2 separate regions of the Canis lupus genome follow, and region 2 is linked to region 1. The links are chromatin contacts, called in public Hi-C maps. All regions are on one chromosome and are shown on one strand. The core of a region is the stretch at or near the end of the contact, and the rest is flanking DNA. Distances in the headings are between cores, read along the strand shown.

Region 1 (4,261 bases), core at 625-3,124:
TGACAGTCGGCAGAGAACAACCCGTGACGAGGAAGAATGTCCTCTTCTGGGCTGACTCAGCTTGGGACAGGAAAGCAGGGGCATCTGGCCTTCGGTGAAGCCCTGGGTCGTCCCTTACGAAATATTAACTGAAAATGAATTTGCATTGGCCTGGCCCTAAGGTCGCTCAGGTGGGATTTGAAAGGCAGAGGCACTGTGTCAACAAAGAGAAGCGATAAGCTGTGTGCTGTTTCTCTGAGCTAATGCGTCCAACCGTGTACCACAGGGATCCGGTTTATATCTCTCTACAGATCGGTGTGTTTTTATGACAACCGTCTCCATAGCAACCAGGTGTCCAGACACTAAATGGATCTCAAGGATATTAAACCCAAGCCTGGTGCCGGAAGCCCACTCTGACCGCTGTTTCGCGGGAGCCACTTCTGATTGAGGGTTCAGGAGGCATGGGGGGGGCGGGGCCCAGGGCCCAGCTCTGCATGGTGATGGGGTGAGGACCCTTTTCTTTATCATTTTTCCTAATGATCCAGAAGAAAGAGTGAACAGCAGGTAAACACCACTCTCATGGAACTAAATGGGGAAGTGTTGCAAACGCTGGAGAGGCCGGAGAAATTATGTCAGTGGCCGTGAAGAAATAGCCAAGAGAGAATTGTCCTGGAAAGGCCTAAGTTGGCACGTCTGGAGGCCAATATTCCAAAATGGGAAGGTGTATGAGACTTACAGTGCAGGAATTGAGGAAATCGGGGTGCAGGAGCTCAGAGCATAGGGTCCCAGCCTCTGGTTGAGCTGAAGCTGAGACCCCAGCAAGGGACTGGCTCCTCTCCATTTGTTGGGGTAAGTCCAGAGAGCCAACCCAGGGAAGAAGAGTGGGGAGGTGCCCAGGACACAGGAGGGGATGACAGCATCACCTCAACATCTTGTGGCGGCAGCTCCCTGTCGCCGGATCACATGGGGTTCTGCCCAGAGGTGAGTCTGGCCAATGCTGGGCCTCTGGTCCCAGCTGTTCCATACCTAGGGTTTCTCTTGTTCTGAATCGTTGCCCACGTGCTAACTGCACAAGGAGGATAGAATAATGATGTTCCAGGCAGAACCGGAAGGAAGGCACAGCAGATGAAAATGGAACAAAGAGATGTGTGGTTGGAACCCTGGGAAGAAGTTTCCCCAGTGACATCCAAATAGGCTGCAAATGGCCTTTAGCAGGGAACTCCCTGTCATAATCTAAACCAGAACCCAACGAGGCAGGGTGGATGGCTAAGAGCGAGCACATGGGTGCAAGGGAGGATGGCGGCGAGGCCACCACTTGGATCCCCCAGAACTAGGTGTGTCCCCACTGAAGAGAGCTGCCCTCTCCCAAAGGAAAGATCAAGGTTAAATCTGCAACTGTCAGTGTGTCTGGCAACAAAATAAAAGGAAACCACATTCTCCATGAATGAAGGAGGAAGCAGGAGGAAGGTAGTTGTTGGTTTTTTTTTTTTCTTTTTTCTTTTTTTAAAACATGAGTAAGATCCTCAATATGTTTGAGATTATTTAGCAAATTCTCTGAAAAAAGCCTCGGGTCACAAACCAACAGATCATGGATGTAGAAACCATATTCTTCCGATGTCCCTCCCCTCCTCAACCCCAAAGATAGCAGGGTGGGCGTCGTGGGGGTCTCTGTTTAGTTAACCATTAACAATTCATAAAAGTCCAGACCTCTGCACGATAAGTCCAGTCCTTGGAATGTTATTAGAAAATCCTATTTCTGGTCTGTTATGAAACAGAGGTTTTGATGTGCTGCCAGGTTTATGGGGAACTCTGGAAACAGAACACTTGCTGCTCTGAGGAGCTGAGGCCAGTGGGTGTTACATAAAGCTTTCCTAGCAACTCAGGTTTATCACAGAATGTGAGGCTGCAGTGGAAAAAAGCAAACGAGTTAATGCAAAACATGAGCCAACCCACTATCCCCATTTGCTCTGAGGCCAGCCAGCAAATTTGTGGGAGTGATTTTAACCCATGGGGCCCCGCAGGTCTGGGACTCTGCTTGGCTGCAGGTTCAGCCCAAAAATGCTTGGACGGCTCAGAGCCCAAAGGCACCTTCATGTAGAACTCACGGAAATGCAAAACAGCTCTGTTTTTTGTTTTGTTTTGTTTTGTTTTGTTTTGTTTTGTTTTTGCCTCTGAACCAACTGCTGATTGAAATTCACACAAACACATCTTCTTTCGCCGTCCTGCACTGCTCTTGCTTTCTCTGGGCATCGCAGGAATAAAAGCGAGTAAGGTCACATCGTCAAATCCCTGCCAAGTAAAATGCATCTAATGGCGCGACTGTGTGTCTGAAGTAAATGGATAAGAATCTCATTTCTAAGCTCTTGGACCCCAAATTATGCAGATTAGGATCGAATCTTTCTTTGGATATGGTTGCCGACTTTTGTGGGGTTTCTAAAAAGCATAGGTCCAGTCAATAGTTGTACACCTCTCGGGCGTGGGAGGGTAGGGGTGGAAGGACATGTGGGCAGCAACCACACAGAATACCATCTGAACTGCAAATCAAGGCCAACAGTCTACTAGGATCTGCTCGCATATGACCAGTGTTACAGACAGGAGGAGATTGCTCAGCTGGGAGGGTGGGTCTGACATGTTGGGCTGGGTGGCGGTGGGGGTCACCTGTCAAGAAAGAAGCTGGTTGAATTGGAACTCAAATGGAGAGAGGAAAGGCAGTTGGAGGGGAGCAGGTTCCTCAGTGGACAGCACTCAATAAACCTGCCTGGGGACCTAGAGCCTCTCTCTGCGCCACCCCTGGACCAGGGTTCAATGCCTGCTTCCGGGACAATTGGGGACAGAAGAACTAATTACTTCATTTGGGAAGGAAAACACCCATTTCATAAAATCCCAGAGCTCCGTGTCCCTGTGAAGGCAGTCAGCACAGTGGGCAGATGATAATCTTTCCTTACATAAACCAGATCACCCCAAATCTAGAAGATCCATAACCGCCAGTCATTCTTGCAGAAGGTGAAAACAGCTTGTTTGCCTTAAAACAAAGAAACCCCAAGACCTCCTCATTGGCTTGGAAGTTGAAGTCGCTCAGTAGAAGGTGCATTTCTATTTTCGGTAGGCCTTGAGAAGTCACCAGAAATCCAGAAAAGAATTTGCCCCGAGATGTCTCTTAAAAGATTTCATAAAAGCACAAACAAAGACAGACGGAGGTCACTAAAAGCAGCAGCAGATCTGCCTGAGGAAGACGGTGGCGTCCAGCCACAGTCCCTTCACCATCTAATAATAAGGTATTATTATGCCCATTTGATGATAACGAGGAGGGGAACCCTCTGCAGAAGGCTTCGCCCCAGGATTCCTGCCCCGCCCGCAGGTGGGGGCGCCGGCCTGCAGGCCTCGGCCGCCGGCCAGTGTCTGGTCGAGCAAAGCTGTCTGCAGCCGGAATGGCCCGAGTGAGCCAATTGCAATTGAAATGAGATCAATACTACTCCTTTTTCTCTTGCTGGCTCCCGAGTGATTCATGAATCTGAAAACCAGTTCATGAATCAGAGTGAGGTGGGGAGGTGGTGGGGGGGTGGCTGGGGCGGGGGCGGGAGCACATTTGTGCTGTCAGGAACCTCAGTTTCTTTCGTGAACCCAGCCATGAGTTGCATAACGCTTGCCTGCCTGCGAGTTCTAACCGGTCTTTTCGGAAGTAGCTTTTGGCTTCCATTTGTTCCTTCTTTTCCTTCTCCAAAAGGGAAAGAAATGACACCGTGTGCCGATTGTGTGTTCCTCTGTGTCGGTGGGTAGCTTCACGCCCTTTGTGTAGCTGAGAATGTGTGTTCTTTGTATGTACGTGAGCACGAGTCCGTGTGTGCGTATGTATGTGTGCGCGCGTGTATAAATGGCTTTTGGATGCACGTTGTATGTGTGCCTGTGTGCTTGTGTGTGTTTGTGTGTGTGTGTGTGTGTGTGAGGGGGGGGGGCGGAGAGAGAGAGAGAACAAGCAACGTGGGACCGGCCGCAGGCCCTTTAAACCTGAACAGGAGCCAAGTTGATTTCTCAGCGGAGCTTCATAAGGAAGCAGGAGATGGGGCAGTTGGAAACCACAGCCCTGTGAGTGCTGATTACAGCCTGCTAAGGAAAATGAGATTTTTATCTCACAGGAATTCAGTTATAAAAATAAAATACAACGTCTGGCTTGATTCAGCTAAATGTACAAGCACCGGGGCGTTTTTAATTTAACGGGGAAGTTGGACAAGAGAAATGACCTAAACCATTGCGTTTCAAGAAAGTCAGGGGAGAGGGGGCGGTT
Region 2 (3,894 bases), core at 700-3,199, 180 kb before region 1:
GAAAGCGGGGATGGTGCCTGCAATGCAAGCCCGGAGCCACCAGATGGCGCGCGGAACCCGCAGTGCCCGAGCGCCGGCCTCTGGTTGGTCCCGGCGCAGGCCCAAGGCCCAAGGCCCAAGGCCCAAGGCCCAAGGCCCAAGGCCCAAGGCCCAAGGCCCGTAGGAAATGTGTTCCTGTGTCTCCTCCTGCCAGCGTCCTGCAAGGTTTTCACTCTTTAGAAAGCTCATCTCCAGAGGAGCCCGTGAAACCCCATACTGCACAGCTGTGCTTTTCCTGCCCTTTCGCTCCTGGGGACATGTCAGCCGCATTTCCCCTGGTCTTGAGGGTTTCAGAGCCGAGTCTCTTCTTGCCTGTTTGTTCCGCTGGAACTCGAAGTAGGCAGCACTTAGCTTCCATTTTGAAGCCCCCAATCCCGATGAAATGTAATCACTGGGGAAAAAAAATATCTCAAGGATTGTTTATTAGGGCAACCACATCTGGCATGAAAAGAGGCTGCAAACACTTTGTTACTCTGGTCTTCTGACTGCTAAGGGGGGGGGCGGGTGGCGAATGGTTTTTACGTAATCCCAAACCTCAGCCTCGAAGAGTTAATGATGTTACTCATGCCACTGGGGCATGAAAGAGAAGCTTGCGTTTTTGGGTGGTTATTGCTTGCCCAGAGCGTTGGAATGAGCCATCAGGCTGAGGGCCAAGGTACTCGGGCCACCCATGCAGTGAAATAATCCTCAAGAAATGCACTGCCTGGAATGGAAATGAAAGTAAAGCGAACAGTCATTCCAGGGCATTTACTAAATATTCCTGACAGTCATTCAGTCTAAAGTTTGCCTGATTCTCAATGCTGCAAATCTGAGATTTGGAATATGTTACAAAGATCACAGGAAATGATTGAAATCAAGCAGTTGGAAAACTCTTGTTCTTGTCAAGCTCCAGGTCGTAACAGTGAGCTCTGTTCTTATTTCAGTTCCAATAGGAATGAATAATTAATAACCCACTTTTTGAATGGAAAGTACATTTCAATGGATGAGTGATGCTTTCAGAAGGCCCTCTGAGGGTTATTGTTTATTTCCTTATTTCCTTCATTCTGAAGTGGGACCCTGGGTGAGAAGAAAGAAGCAATATTCAAATGTAGGATGGCCTACATTTTTGACTCATAGGAGACGCATGTGAATACAGAAAAGCGGAATCTAATGTTGACATCGGCATCTACTGTCTAGGCACTCTGTTCCAGGTCTTGGAAGTACTTGCTTACTCTTCAGTGTGATCGTTGGCATTGGCCTGGTTTTTCAGATGAGGAAATCAGGCTCAGAGAGGTTAAGTAGTTTGCTTAAAGTCACACAGCTAGTAGATTCCAGGACTACAAGTTGGAACCATGTATGCCTGACTTCACAGCCCGGGTCCATTCTCTTTCCGCCACGGCATTTAGCAAACGCGCAGGAGCGCCACGCTGGGAATGATCTAGGAGGTCATTTAGGCGAACCCTCGAAATAATGTAGCCATTCTTCTGGTGTTCTCCACTAAGTCAAAAGCCAAACAGGTATAAATATGCCTGAAATCCAAAGCTGAAGCCTAAAGAAATAAAAGCAACTCTTCAGAATGCAGGCAGAGGGCAACACATAATGCTGCTATGAGTGGGATGGCCATGGCATCCTGAGGTTCTGTGTGCTGTAAATAAGAGACTCGGGGGGAATGCTACTATCTCAGAGTCCTCTGCCCTGGATCCCCCCTACAGGTCCCAGAAGGAAAAGTCATGCTCAATAGCACCCACTCAAATCTACAGAAAGCCACCTAAGTGGAGTGAGTGTGGGTGACGGGCTTCAGGCCACACAAGTTGGTGGCAGAGCCAGAACTATTTCTGCCACTTACTGCCATGTCTCCATTGTACCCTCGTGCTGCTTGTCCTTGCTACCTCACACGTCTCTCACCATGACTAGCTCTGTGTGAATTTGGTGAGGAAACCCAAAACCAGGTTTCAGTTTTCATTACATACCGGAAACTTGGCCTCAGATCACTAAGAGGTTCACTGTGGTTTGTGAACCTTTTAAGCAGATGGAGCCAGGCTCCTGCCATACTTCTGCCCCCACTGATGCCAGCAGGGATTTATGGGTGTGAGCGGGAAGCGGGACCTGTGGAGCACACATTGCCATGTGCCAGGTGCAGGCTGGCCTGGTGTGACACGGGGCATCCAGGAGCCTCTGCAAATCACAGCTGCGGAGTTTCTCTGAGCTCTGGGTTTGGGGGGAATGGCTTTCCGGAGAGAGAGGAAAGGAGGGGAGGGGATGATTTAGGAGGTGTGCCTATTCATTTGCAAATGAAGTTATGGAAGTTGCTAGTGAGATTTATATAGGTAATTAAGTGATAATGGCTGTGTAAGGCTGCTTGAGTTGGATTTCCTGTAAAACAACTGAAAGGACCAAGGCCTTTTTGAGCAATGTCTTATTGTTTAGCATTTTCAAAAACAATTTCGGTTTCCACAGTACTTTGTACTTGCTAAATAGTGACTCCTCAAAGCACCCTTGGAGGGCATCCCCCAAAGACTGGTGGTCTCCATGCAGGGCACATAGTAGATCACCCCCACTCCCACCCCAGGCGATTGAAGGAGGGACCAGAAGACATCCTTCGATTGGCCTGGCTAAGCAGAGAATGCTTTGTTTTGTTTTAAATCATCAAGATCCTCTGAAAAACCAGCCTAGAGTGATCCAGTTTAATTAAGGGGACCAAGCAAACTATGAAGAAACCAGGTACAAACACTGTGCAAGGATCTTGTAAGAGTTCAAGTCCAAACTGCTGTGTAAAAGAGTGATGGCTGTCTTCCCAAGCCAGCTGTCCATGGGGGCCAGGATACCCACTAGAGTGGGAGAAAAGAATAAAGGAGAAAAGTGAGAGTCTGAGTCCAATCCAGACTGGATAATCAGTCCTCAATTAGATTAATTAATAGCTGCTTTCTCTCTATATATGTTATTTTATATTTGGAAAGACAGAAAGACTCGCTTATCTACATATGTGTGCCAGAATGAGGGCCATTTCTTAGAAAGTGATGGGCTGTGGCTTTCTGATTTCTGATTCTTTCTTTTCCTTTGGTGGAAAGGAAATAAATGGTGAAAGTCGAAATAAATATTCAGCCCCAGGACGAAGCGTGTAGAAGACACTTGAAGAGATAATGTACTGTTTTGAACATTCGAGGTGCAGCCTGCTTAATGGGGAGTGCTGAAAAGCTCAGCTTCTTTTCATGTTTGTCCTCTTTTGGGGTTTTAAAATACTCTTTCAATTCTTTCGGTTCTATGGGCGAGGGCTCGAGGGCTTGCACGTCTGTAAGCTGAGAGACAGGTTTTGAAAATTATGGTGCACCTTGATTCAGTGAAAGAAGGTAAGTGCTGACTTTTCCCTTTGCGTCTTTGGGTTGGTATCTGCAGCCAACATCTATAAATAAACCTCGTAGTAGGGGATTCAGTGAGGCACAAAAGCACGGCGGTGGTCCATATCAGACACTCGCTCGATATCTATCTAGTTGGAATAGAAAAGAAAGTGCCAAACAAGAGGCACCGTCAGAAGTTCAGAGGGGGCCTCTTTTGGATGCTGTGGCAAGATGAGGGAAGTTCAAAGAGAAGAGGAGGTGGTCGTGCTGGGTCCTGAAGCAAACCTATGACTAAGGTCGCAGGAGGGAGAAAAAAGAGAGATCCAGGAATCAAAGCTGGGCTGGGCCCGCTGGTGCCTTGTCAATACTGAGAGGTCACTGGGAGAGGCAAATCAGAGGGCCGGATGCCGGATAAGGAATTCCAAACGTGCCCGTGTACTCAAGAGGAGACTTTATTGTCCTCAGAATCTGAATAGAAAATAAGCCAAATTAATAAATGTGTCATCAGATGTCTAAAAGTGGAACGTGCCAACGCAGTATC

The links. A called contact is a pair of places that touch in the nucleus more often than the background predicts.
Region 2: a contact with region 1 is called in a Hi-C map of skin fibroblasts, with 4 times the contacts expected there. The contact joins two enhancer-like sites. A contact is called at or near these places in 2 of 9 Hi-C or Micro-C datasets (amygdala and skin fibroblasts).

Annotation. Positions count from the first base shown.
Region 1 is chr4:5,527,719-5,531,979 of UU_Cfam_GSD_1.0, reverse strand. No RefSeq gene overlaps it. Among named protein-coding and RNA genes, the nearest start is that of IRF2BP2, 87 kb to the left of the region's middle. Within about 2 kb of position 1,874, at least 7 of the 20 cell types and tissues checked have an H3K27ac peak or open chromatin away from gene starts, as enhancers often do.
Region 2 is chr4:5,710,961-5,714,854 of UU_Cfam_GSD_1.0, reverse strand. No RefSeq gene overlaps it. Among named protein-coding and RNA genes, the nearest start is that of TARBP1, 18 kb to the left of the region's middle. Within about 2 kb of position 1,949, at least 9 of the 20 cell types and tissues checked have an H3K27ac peak or open chromatin away from gene starts, as enhancers often do.